Regions from separate parts of the Sus scrofa genome. Here all the other regions are linked to region 3. A link is a contact called in public HiChIP or PLAC-seq data. All regions are on one chromosome and are shown on one strand. Each heading gives the region's core, a stretch centred on a gene start, on an enhancer-like site or on the middle of the called end of the contact. The rest is flanking DNA. Distances are from core to core; before and after follow the strand shown. Region 1 holds the start of BCL9L (B-cell CLL/lymphoma 9-like protein). Region 2 holds the start of CXCR5 (C-X-C chemokine receptor type 5). Region 3 holds the start of DDX6 (probable ATP-dependent RNA helicase DDX6).

Evidence for each region. HiChIP or PLAC-seq counts read pairs in DNA pulled down with a chosen protein or histone mark.
Region 1: an H3K27ac HiChIP or PLAC-seq map of skeletal muscle shows a contact between it and region 3. The contact joins the promoter of BCL9L here to the promoter of DDX6 in region 3. A contact is called at or near these places in 5 of 5 promoter capture datasets (fetal liver, fetal skeletal muscle, liver and 1 more), 12 of 47 Hi-C or Micro-C datasets (brain, embryonic fibroblasts, fetal heart ventricle and 8 more) and 2 of 2 datasets of contacts at active chromatin or transcription factors (alveolar macrophages and skeletal muscle).
Region 2: a contact with region 3 is called in an H3K27ac HiChIP or PLAC-seq map of skeletal muscle. The contact joins the promoter of CXCR5 here to the promoter of DDX6 in region 3. A contact is called at or near these places in 3 of 5 promoter capture datasets (fetal liver, fetal skeletal muscle and liver), 14 of 47 Hi-C or Micro-C datasets (alveolar macrophages, blood, embryonic fibroblasts and 5 more) and 2 of 2 datasets of contacts at active chromatin or transcription factors (alveolar macrophages and skeletal muscle).

What each region holds. Positions count from the first base shown.
Region 1 is chr9:46,173,019-46,176,784 of Sscrofa11.1, reverse strand. BCL9L (B-cell CLL/lymphoma 9-like protein) reads left to right here and starts at 1,733. Exons shown (of 11, transcript XM_013979456.2): 1 at 1,733-2,545.
Region 2 is chr9:46,132,074-46,135,670 of Sscrofa11.1, reverse strand. CXCR5 (C-X-C chemokine receptor type 5) reads right to left here and starts at 1,428. Exons shown (of 2, transcript XM_003129915.4): 1 at 1,207-1,428. The coding sequence starts at 1,263. It overlaps LOC110255440 (a long non-coding RNA gene), which reads left to right and starts at 1,470. Exons shown (of 3, transcript XR_002335670.1): 1 at 1,470-3,597.
Region 3 is chr9:46,061,819-46,065,342 of Sscrofa11.1, reverse strand. It overlaps DDX6 (probable ATP-dependent RNA helicase DDX6), which reads left to right and starts at 2,086. Exons shown (of 13, transcript XM_021062947.1): 1 at 2,086-2,199. LOC106504894 (proline-rich receptor-like protein kinase PERK2) reads right to left here. Exons shown (of 2, transcript XM_013979478.1): 2 at 1,956-2,753. The coding sequence ends at 1,956.

The DNA.
Region 1 (3,766 bases), core at 484-2,983, 110 kb before region 3:
TATCTTATTCCCACAGGACCCTGGAGAGGGGAGATGAGATTAAGGCCTCTTTCCATGGGTCAGGTACCATCCTAGGCTCTGGGAACTTTCAAACCAGAGCTCAGCCTCTCTGGGATTCAGTTTTTTGGGTTTTTTTTTTTTTTTTTTTTTTGTCTTATCTAGGGCCGCACACATGGCATATGGAGGCTCCCAGGCTAGGGGTCGAATTGGAGCTACAGCCACGCGGGATCTGACCCGCGTCTGCGACCTACACCACAGCTCATGGCAACACTGGATCCTTAACCCACTGAGCAAGGCTAGGGATCAAACCTGAAACCTCATGGTTCCTAGCCAGATTCGTTAACCACTGAGCCACGACGGGAACTTCAAGTTTTAAGTGAGAATAACACCTATCTCATAGGGTTGTGATGGTCCAATCCCTAACGATGCTTGGTCTTGACATAGTAGGCACTTGGGGAAGTTTCGCTCATTGGCTCAAATGATGACCAAGAGTTAGTGTGTATAAAAATGCTTTGTAAACTTCCATGTTAGGCACCCACAGGGGTTGTTATGTTATCTTCTTTCAGGATTTCTCCCTCTTTTCCAGCTGTGCCTCCCCAGAGCTTGCCCAGTACCCAGCTGTGAGCACCATCAACCTATCAAGTGTATGTTTACTGAATCCCTACTATGAGCCCAGCACTCGTGTGCTGTGGGGAATAAAGAAGCTTAGGAGGTATGGTTTGGGGCCCCAAGAGTTTTTGGGGGTAACCAGATATACACACAGGAGAAACAAGATAAAACATACAAGTAGGTACTCGGTTGGGTAGCACAGATGTAATAGATGATCAAAAGAGACGGAGGTCAGTGAGGGCTAGAGCCATCTGGGGGCGTCTGTGAGGAGGGGCAGGGGACAGATCAGAGGAAACAAATAGCAAGAACAAGGGAGCTTGCTAGTGCCCTTCATTTCTGAAGCCAGCAATGCTTGTTACTTGTTGGTATTTTGGGTGCAGGGGGCAGTGGGATACAGGGAAAGTGCCTTGGGGTAAGGACACCCAAACTCTAGTCCTGGGCTTACCACTTTCTAGCTGTGTAACCCTGAGGAAGTCCTTAACTAATGCAAGCCTCTGTTTCCTCATCAGTATTATGGGGCCATAACATCTTTCTCACAGGTTTGTGGCACACGTTGAAATAACATATGTGAAATGCTTTAAAATAGTGCCTGACAATTTCTTTTTCACTGCACCTACTCACCTATAGGGTCTCCTTGTGTGTGTGTGTGTGTGTGTGTGTGTGTGTGTGTGTGTGTAGCACTTTGAGGTTAGGAGAGAGCTCTTTTGAGAGAACAATGGTTTTACTTCTACAAACATTTTCTTAGCATCCACTTTGTGATGCTGAGGATTGAGATGAAAAAATTTAGTCTACATCCTCAAGGACCTCATGGTCTACTAGGAAAGAGAGATGAATAAAGAGATGCTCAGTGCATAATGAATGTGGGTGGGTACAACCGAGAGGGACCCAGTTGTGTGTGTGTGTGTGTGTGTGTGTGTGTGTGTGTTGGGGGTTGGGGGAGTCTAGGCAACTCCCACTCCTTCCAATCAGTGTAGATAGGAGGGTGTGTTTGTCAAACCTCTCCCTAGCCTGAGATGTTAGCGCGCCTCCTCCCCAGTCCTCGGGAATGGGGAGGAGAGAGAGATAGACGCCCCCTCCCCGCCCCCGGGCCAACCTGCCTCCCGCAAGCCGGCCGGGCGCCTTACCGAGTCAGACCACTGGGAGGCTGGGGGAGCCGGGTTGGGCGAGGAGGCGAGCGAGATGGGGGAGCTCTTATTTTGACAGGGGCCTCTCCGGGCTCTGGTATGAAGGCAGAAGGAGGCAGCCAGAGAGCCCCGATGCTTATTCAGGCTGGGGAGCGGAGCCGAGTGGAGGGGCGAGCGAGGCTCCGGCAGCGCAGGGGAGCCCGGGGAGGCGGCGGCGAGCGGCTGAGCCAGTGGCCGGACATGCCCCGGACTCGGGGCCGCTGCACCACCGCCGCCGCCCGGAGCCAGCCGGCCGGACACCCGCACGCCTGGGTCCCCCGGCGCCGCGCCGCCCGGGGGCTGCGACCTGGACCCTCGGCGTCCGACCAACAATAAGCGCCCAGACAGCCCCCTCCCCGCCCCGCGCCCGCCGTCCCCGCGGGCCTCGGGGAAAGTGAAAGGAGGAGGCGAAGGAAGGAAGGAAGGAAGGAAGGGAGGAGGAGCAGGAGCCGGAGCCGTGAGGTTCGGGGCCGAGACCCCAGCCCCGAGCCCCGGGCCGGGCTGTTGTGCGCGTTCTCCCGCCGCTGCCGGGCGCCCACGACCATGCTCCGCGGTTGGGAGGCAGGAACCCAGGCGCCCAGCGACCCCCGGATACCCACTCCCGGGCCGTGCTGGTACTGAGATCAAGGCGTCCAGGATCAAAAGATCACTGCCTGCCTGCCCCCCTCCGCACCTCCAACTGGCGAGCAGGAGGACCCCAATCCACCCACCGACCCTGACCTGGTCATGGCGTCCAGCTCCGGCCTGGCGTGAGGACCCCCGACCCGCGCGAGGTGAGGGGTGGGCTGGGGCCGAGGGCGAAAGTCATGCCAGGCCAGCAGAGGCGTGAGAAGGGAGATCCACTTCGAATTGGGGAGGGGGGAACACTGGCTGATTGTCCCTTGCCCTCTGGCATGCACCCCCAGGCTGTTTGAGGGAGGGTTGCTCCCAGGGTTAGTGGAGGCTACTCTTGGGCCCCCAATCAGGTTGGCAACCCCAGAACACAGACGGGAGGGATTAGGGGCAGTCAGGGGACCCTGCCACCCTAGCGCAGAGAACAAGGCCGGCCTTGGGCCAGCTGGAGCAGCAACCCTGCCCTGGGGGCTTCTGGGAGATGTAGTCCCCCTTCCAGGCTCACCAACCCCTTGGGTCTCAGCACCCCAGCACTCCTCTCCTGGCTCATGGGAGCCTCCAGAAGGAGGTGCATTAGGAATGGGGATTGCTGGGGGTCACCCTCTGTCCCCAAGCACTGTCTAGGACCTGCAGGGGCTGTGACTGGAGGAGTCACCCCTGCCAAGGATTCTATGTGATGTGGGCTTGGCTGGGGGTGGGGTGGGGCAGTCACAGAGTTCCTTGGAGGTGTCTCTGCACTGCTAAGGGGAGGCAGCCCCTGCCTTGGTCCAGAGGAGCCCTTGGGGGAGAAATGTGGGGAAGCGAAGGGAGGCTTCGGGCTGCTTGCTTGGCTGGGCTATGTCCTATCCCAGGGCTGCTGGCATTTGGTTTCAGGGGACACTGAGATGTACTCTCCCCTTCTCCCTCTTGGGAGCTGAGAGTGTCCCTCACAGTCTGGGAGTCCGGAGGGTGTCTCTCTGGAGCAGTGAAGCCAGGATCAGCTTCTGTCTGTCTGTCCAGCTTCCTTCCTTCCGGGTTTTTCTGACACCCCCTCCTCCCTCCTCCTTCTGTCTGTCTGCTGCTTGGGCTGTGGGGCTGTGTCTGTGTCAGGGGGGCCCCTGCTGTAGGAAGGAAAAGTGTGGCTCTGGGAGAGGTGAGCCGGGCATGTGATTGAGCCCTGGGAGAGGGGCTTGGAGGCCCCCTTGATCTTTGGCCTTGGTTTCCTGTTTGACCTAGGAAAGCTGTCTTCGCACAGTATCTGCTGTAACTCTACTGATGCCTCTGGGCAGCTCTCCTACTGCAGGGTGGGTGGGCTTCTACTCCCCTTATTCTCCCCCTCCTCAGCCTCTCCAGGGAGTAGCCACTTATGGGCTGGGGCTGCCTGGCTGGTCTGCCGCCCCCCA
Region 2 (3,597 bases), core at 179-2,678, 71 kb before region 3:
CTCCCCATGTTCGACTTATACTTCTGAGCCTTGGGATCTTGGCAAGTGAGATCCAAGCAAGTCTGGGAACACGGTGGGCGAAGTTACAGTGTAGACTCCAGCCAGGGAGTCAGGGACCAGAGGGCGAGGTTAGGGTCCGGAGAGCAGGTGGGTATAGGAGAGACCTATATCCTTGGGTTTGGATCCTTCGTGATCTAGCCTAGAATGCGGCTCAGAGAGAAGCTCTCTCCCTAGAGGTACCCTTGGCCGTGGGGGGAAAGGAACCACAAAGAAGTTTCCAAAAGATTCTTACAAACGGTAGCCTGCTGCCCCCACACAGGACCCTCGGGTTTTTGGTTGAGTGGTCTCTCTCTATATTTTTTGGGGACCCAGTGACAACCAAGTCAGCTGTGCTACTCTGCTTCCTTGGATGGGTGGCAGAGAATGATGCTGGGGACCATTTTCTTAGCCCACCCAAGAATACCTTGTCTCTAGAGAGCCCAGTCCCCCGAGGGAGGTCACACCATGCTCTAGGACCTTTCTAGGACAAACACAGAGTTCTTCCACCAGCTGATACCAGCCTGGCTCCCTGGCCTCCTGACCCCAGCCCATGGGCTCCTCTCTTGCTGACCACCTGGTCCCACACTGCCTCGGTTCAGCACATAATCATTGTCCAAGAGTGCGTACGTGGTTTCTTCTTGGCTAGCCCGTCAGCTGTTTGAGGGCCAAGACCAGGCTCTCAACTTCTCTATCCAAGTTACAATGTCATGCTGCAGTGATCGACTCATAAAGCAAGAGATGAATAAATATGCACTGGGCGACTCGCAACGCCAGCCTCCTGAGGTTGAGAAAAGCTCTAAAGCGCTTCCCCGTCTCCTCCTTATTCCAGCCCTAAGAGACGAGGGAGAGGGTCCCATGGAAGAATGGGGAGGCAAAGTGACTTGTTCTAGGACACAGAGCAGGTCAGAGAGGAGGCAGGACCTGAACCCATCATTCCACCCCTCTCCAAAGGGTACTAAGGCAACGGCTCTACTTATCTGCTTCCTTCATGGAATGAGCAATCAAACTTTATAAGGCAAGCACCCAGGGGCCTGTCCAGACTCTGCCGATCCACAGCGGGAGGGGACTCTTGGGCCATCCCCTCCGCCTTGGGCCCTGGGCACAGGATATTTAGAATTCCAAGTAGGGCCTGGCCCAGGTGACCAGGAGCTATCTGTCCCTACTCACCAGGTTCTCCAGGTTGTAGTTCGTGAATTCCATGTCCAGGGTTAGGGGGTAGTTCATGGTTTGTAGCTGTCCGTCACCGGTCTGGCCAGTGCCTGATGTTGAGAGCTTCTCTGCCTGGTCCCTATAGAGAGGTGGCAGCCGTCAGCTGCAAATTTAAACAAATGAACTGCGCGCTGTCTCCTGGGGCTGCTTAGGACCCAGGGCCTGTCTCACAACTCATCACTTTTTTTTTTTTTCCACTGGGTCTTTTCTGTTTTTTTTTTTTTTTTTTTTTTTTTTTTGAAGAAAAAGGGAAAATCCCCACAGCATCAATGCTAGTCAAGCATTTCATCTTCTTTCCTGGCAGTAGTTGTCTCAAATGGGCTTGTGACAGGTTTGAAGGCACCCCTCGCTTCTCCTCCCTGTAGCTCTACCAGCCTCCTGCCAGGGAGGTGCACCTTGTAATCAAAACCACATGGGTAGGGGGCTTCGTGGGGAACTCCACCCAGAAAGGGAAGAGGAGGCGAGCTCTTCCAGGCCCTCTCCTCCAAGCTGCCTCCAAACCGACATCTTTCTCACCACGAGGGCCACCCAGCATCCAGGGTGCCCAGGACTGAAAGTCCCTTGTCCTGGGAAACCCCTCAGTTCCAGGCAGACTGGGACACCCTGCTTGCCTCCATCCTTTTACCCAAACAGGGGCCAGACCCCTTTCCTTCCAGCTCAAGGTCAGAGGAGATAGGTTAGGAGTGTTCAAAGGGAGCAACCCTGAAGGATTACTGGAAGACAAAATGAAATTACCCAAATCACCCAGCGCAAAACATAGTCCCTGAAGAGTCATTTTCTGACTGAAAAAATCGTGAAGGAACTAGGTTTGCATGTAAATTATTAATATCACAGACGACCCAGCTAAACAGACGTTGACATGGGAGGACCCTGAGGCCCAGAGCAGGGGAGAGACCCACAGCCAACCAGCGGCAGGGCCGGGACTTGAACTCAAGCCTCCTGACTCCATATTCAGTGTTTCCTCTGCCCTCCAGGCTGCCACTCTTACAGGCTCACGGAAGCTTTTCCTTTCCCTCCGCTCTGCCCTGCCCGTGGAACCTTACCTTTAAGAAGCTCTTTTGTAGATATCGATCAACTTGCCCTCCAAGCCTCATCTTCGTGCTTTTTCATCCAGGAGAGGTCCGCACTGATACAGAAACCATGCTGCACATGCCAAGGCACCCGCACAGGACGCGCGCCGCTCCTCTGCCCACTTCAGCCTCCATTTCCAGCCAAGCTGCCCTTCGTGGGACCCTGCCTTTCCTAGTGCCCTTCTTCTCCTCTGCCTCCTTAGGCGTCTTCCCCTTTTCTCCCTCTCATCACCCCTAACAGATACATCTTTCTTAGGTTTCAACAACTCAAAGCGTTTCCAGCCTCTTTTTTACTGGCAAGAACTTTCTTTCCACTCTCTGCCTTTAGCAACAGCTGTCAAGGAGGAAGAATTTCGGGACATGGGGCCAGAGCTCTTTGCACTTCTGGTCCTGAAACCTTGAGGAGGAAGCTGCCCTGGTGTTTCCTGCGTACTCTCCATTCTTCCAGCCCCACCCACCCCAACATCCCTGCCCCTCCAACCCACGGATATATATGTATAGATATATAAAACTTAGCTTCTGCTGCTGTGAAAACACTGATCAAGAAGCGATACAGTATAGAAAGTCATGGAGAAATTGGACGGGAGCTTGGAAGATAAACCCTTCCATCCTCGTTCCCCCTCCCCCAACCCCAGCAAATGCAAGATTGTTGTTGCTCGCATTCTTGTTGCTACATCCTCATCTGATGGTCACCCAGTATTAGTCAAGCATCACCAAGACTAAAGCTTGTTTCTGGCAGGAGATCGTGTATTCACGCAGGATGACTTAATCCACCTGTTCTTTGACCTCTGGGTGATTTCAGTTAATGGTCTACATATAATCTGACCAGACAAAATATGGGAAGATAGGAGTTTCCTTGTTCAAGGTTCCATCCTTATAAAACTACAATGAAAATGGTCTTTCCTACGGGCTCCCATTCTCCTTGACAGCAGGCCTAACAAAATTTCATTTCGATGGTTCTAGTCTGTCCCCTCAGGCTATCAAGGACAAGTTTCGGGATCCTGACTCAGTCCTCTGTTGACATGAGGCCAACTTAGAGAAGCCTGCTCCCCTTGGGTCTATCCAAGCCCTGCTGGAAAACATTGACAGAACAGTGCCAAAGACAGAACCCTGCTTCATGCCATTAGAGATCTACTATTCTCCAAGGTCAGGGAAAATTTCATGGAAGAAGGAGGACATGAGCTGGACAATGAAGGTTTGGGTAGCCTGACCAGATGTGCCTGGAGGCAAGGGTGCAAGGTAGGGGGCGTGGGAGACAGCGAGGACTGAATGACAAAAT
Region 3 (3,524 bases), core at 837-3,336:
ACTGGAGGGATATCTGACAATCTTATAACAATATTATGCAGACTCTTGAAAGGTTTTAACCCTGGCAGATTTTTAGGTGAGAATAGGCAGCTATTTCATATTCTGCTCTTGGCTGCAGAAGAAATGGCACCTCACTTTTGGTTTTTGTCAAGACCTCAGTCAGGCCCCCTTTGAAGGTAACAGTTTATTTATGAACACATCCCTTTCCTTTGGCTGGTCTGAGCGGTCTAGGGAAAGAGACCTGAGCGGGCTGTGGCCTGTTTTAAATCCCTAGGCTCTCCTCCCTCCCACTCCCTTTTTGCTCTCCTCCCCTTCACATTCCTGCTACTTGGAAAGACAGTGAGGCCTCATACTTCAACATTTTCTTAAAGAACCACTTAGCCATTCTTTCTCCGGGATGGGCACAAGATGCCAGTTATTCCCTTAAATGAGTGGATGTTTTAAAAGCTGGGTGGGAGACCACATACTACAAATTTAGATGAACAAATTAAAGGGAATTAAAAAATCTCAAGAACAGCTTTTTCACACTTCTCTACCACCTTTCCTTAGGCTGTGTGGAAATAAAATAAACGAAGACCACCAATGAGAACAGGCTATTCATTCAAAGCTTGCTGTAACAAGGGAGCCAGCCGCCTTCTCTTAGTTTGGTAGACTTAGAGGCCGGCAGTTTAAAAAAAAAAAAAAAAAAAAAAAAAAAAATTAAATTAAAAAAAAAGGGCAGGGGGCGGCGGTAAAGCTTCAGGGTATGCTCTGATTGGAGGTTGTTAACACGGGGTAGCTGGAGGCGGGCTAACTAGAAACTGGGCATCTTAAGTGATTGGTTTGAGGGAATATATTTGGCTTTCTCTGATTGGTCCCGAGTTGGGAGCAGGGGCAAAAATTCGGGAAGCTGGCAGTCAACGACGAAGTTTTTTGCCCCTTCCGTCACTGCAGAGGCTGTGGTTTCGCCTCTCGTGCTACTGGAAGCAGAAGTTGAGGGTCGTCAACACATGGTTTGGTCATTGCCCTGTATATTGTCTCTCAGCTGGGTGAGACCCAGGTTTATATTTTCCCTGGACCTAACTTAAACGTTCTAGCTTCCAGTTCTTGTTTTACCTGGAACAAGAGTCCATTCCTGTTATTTTTGTTAAGGATAAACGGAGACATTCAGATGTGAAAAATATTTATGGGTATAAATACATAATTATCTTTCTGATGAGGGTCAATCTGGAAAGGGAGTCGCCTTCGGTCTTCTGGTTCCCCATTTATGTGCAGAGCTCTTATTCCTATAATAACTGACTCAGTGTTTCTTTCCTTTGGGAGAGGCTAGGCCTCCCTGGTTCCCTCTCTGAGAATTGCTCTTTGGAGCAGAGCGAGGAGGATCGCTGCCCCAGTGTCCCATTCTCTTTCCTGAGGCTCGCTCTCCGGGTTCCGGCCGTGGTCGCACCTTGGCTACTCAGCATCCCAACACCCCCGCGCCAGATCCGCCTCTACAGTCTCCCCCACCCCCCGCTTGCCCTGACACAGCGCCCCCTGTCCCCAGCCCCGCGCGCTCCCCGGGGTTCTCCCCGCTGCACCGGTCCCGGCTGGCCCCCCTTCCGGTGCCCAAACCCCGGCGCGCGCTGGCGCCTCCAGACTACTGGTTCCGCGTGTTCCTGGATGGAGGCCGGAGGGGCTCGGACGCGACCCCTCGGTCCTGCAGCAGCCTCCTTCGCCCGCGGGAGATGTCAGGTCAGCTCTCCCGTCCCCGAGCCGCTACCCGGTCTTTGGTCAGGAAAAAGCAGATCCTCCTCAGGTCCCACGCTCCCGATTTCCACTCTAGGGGGACCCTTCCCAGCGACCATTCCCCTATCATTTCTCCTCAGCTGTAGAAAGAGCAGCCCTCCTTTCCCTTCAGAAAGGGAGCCGTATTTCCCTTCCGACTTCCCCTCCACCGGGGCCCCGTGAGTCCCGGATCCGTAGGAAAGCACAGGCCTTCATTTTCTCCTCGGGTAGGTTCCCTGGCCAGGATTTGTCCTGTCGCGAAGCAGGACAGACTGAGACGCCGCGGCCGACACAGCTGCGGCGGCGGCCGGAGTCTCGCCATCTTGCGCGGAGGAGGAGCCGCAGCGGCCGCCATGCGGAGAACGCAGGGAGGAGGGGGGCAGGGAGCGGGGGAGCCGAGTTAGCTCAGTCCGGGCGGCGGCTTCGACGGCGCCTTGAGCGCGGGCAGCGGCGGAGGTAGGGCTGGACGGCCCCGGGAGCGGGCAGGCGCTGGCTGGTCGGCAGTGCAGCCCTGGCAGCTGAGCGGGGGCGGGGCGGGAGGAGGCCGAAGCGAGGGGCCGGGTGGGGGCGGGCGGAGGTTTCCGAGGAGGAAGGAGCGGCCGCCATTTTGGGAGCTTCGAGTCAACAATAAAGGACCGGGGGTGCCGAGCGGGAGTGGCCTCGGTGGTAGGACTCGGGCTCGAGCCGCGGGAAGTGGGGTGAGGCGGGGGGGTGGAGGTCGGCGTTGACGCCGAGGCTGCGGGTAGCCCCCCGGCAGCTCTGAAAGGGGGTCTGAGGTGGAGGCCTGAGGCCTGGCCGGGCCCTGGGGAGGAAGGCGGGTGGCGGGCGGCAGCTGTGTGGGGTGGGGGCGCCCGGGAGGAGTAGGATGGAGCAATGTGGTGCGCGACAGGGTCTGGAGAAGGAGCGGGCGAAGTTCGCAGAGGAGTTTTGTAGAAGATGAGGGAAGGTGGGACCGTAGGAGGCAGCAAGGACTTAGGGAGATGGTGGAGGTTACTGGGTAAAAGGCGGCCCTATAGGGGGCGGCAGGGATATGCGGTGTCGGGAGAGCTTGGTTTGGAAGAGGACCGGCTGTTTGATCTGAGTAAGGCCGTGTAGGTCAATAACAAGGCGGTGATCTTGGAGCCCCGGATTCTTGGAGAAAAGAACAGGCCTTCTGACTTAAGGGTTTCTCTTTGGGGCCTTTTTGGGGGAGTCCCTATTGTTCCCTACCCGCGGAGCTGGTTCCCTGCTCTTGTTGCGCAGATACGATTGCAGGGCTCCAGCCCTTTTGTGTTTATGGGTCCAGAGAGCTGACTTGAAGTGTGTGGGTTTTTTTGGGTGGGGGTGAGAAGATAGAAGCAAGAAATGATTTCCCTACAATTAGGGAGCTCGAATCATTGGCTTGTTTCTTTCCCTTATCGCCCAGTCCCCTTTCTCTTCGACAGTCCCCTCATCCCTTCAAAATAGAACAGTCACTCTAACTTGCACACCAAGCTTAGAGAAACTGCGCTGCATTTGCAAACAAAAGGTCTTTTTGGAGATGACGGTACAGTTTGGCGTGTGAAACTGTCAGTTGCTAACTACGATCTGGAAAGTGCTGTAATTAACTCCGCTAGGGGCTCCTCCCAACTAGTCTGTGTGTCGTTCGTATTTTTGAAAATGTAGAAATATAACTTGCAAATCTAAATTGAGAAAGGGTAGGAGGAATATTTCCTTTCCTGAGACATAAAGCTGCAGTGCAGGCTTTAGCTTAATTAAGAGGGGAGCAGTTATCACATAGTCACATTTTGGATATAGGAAGA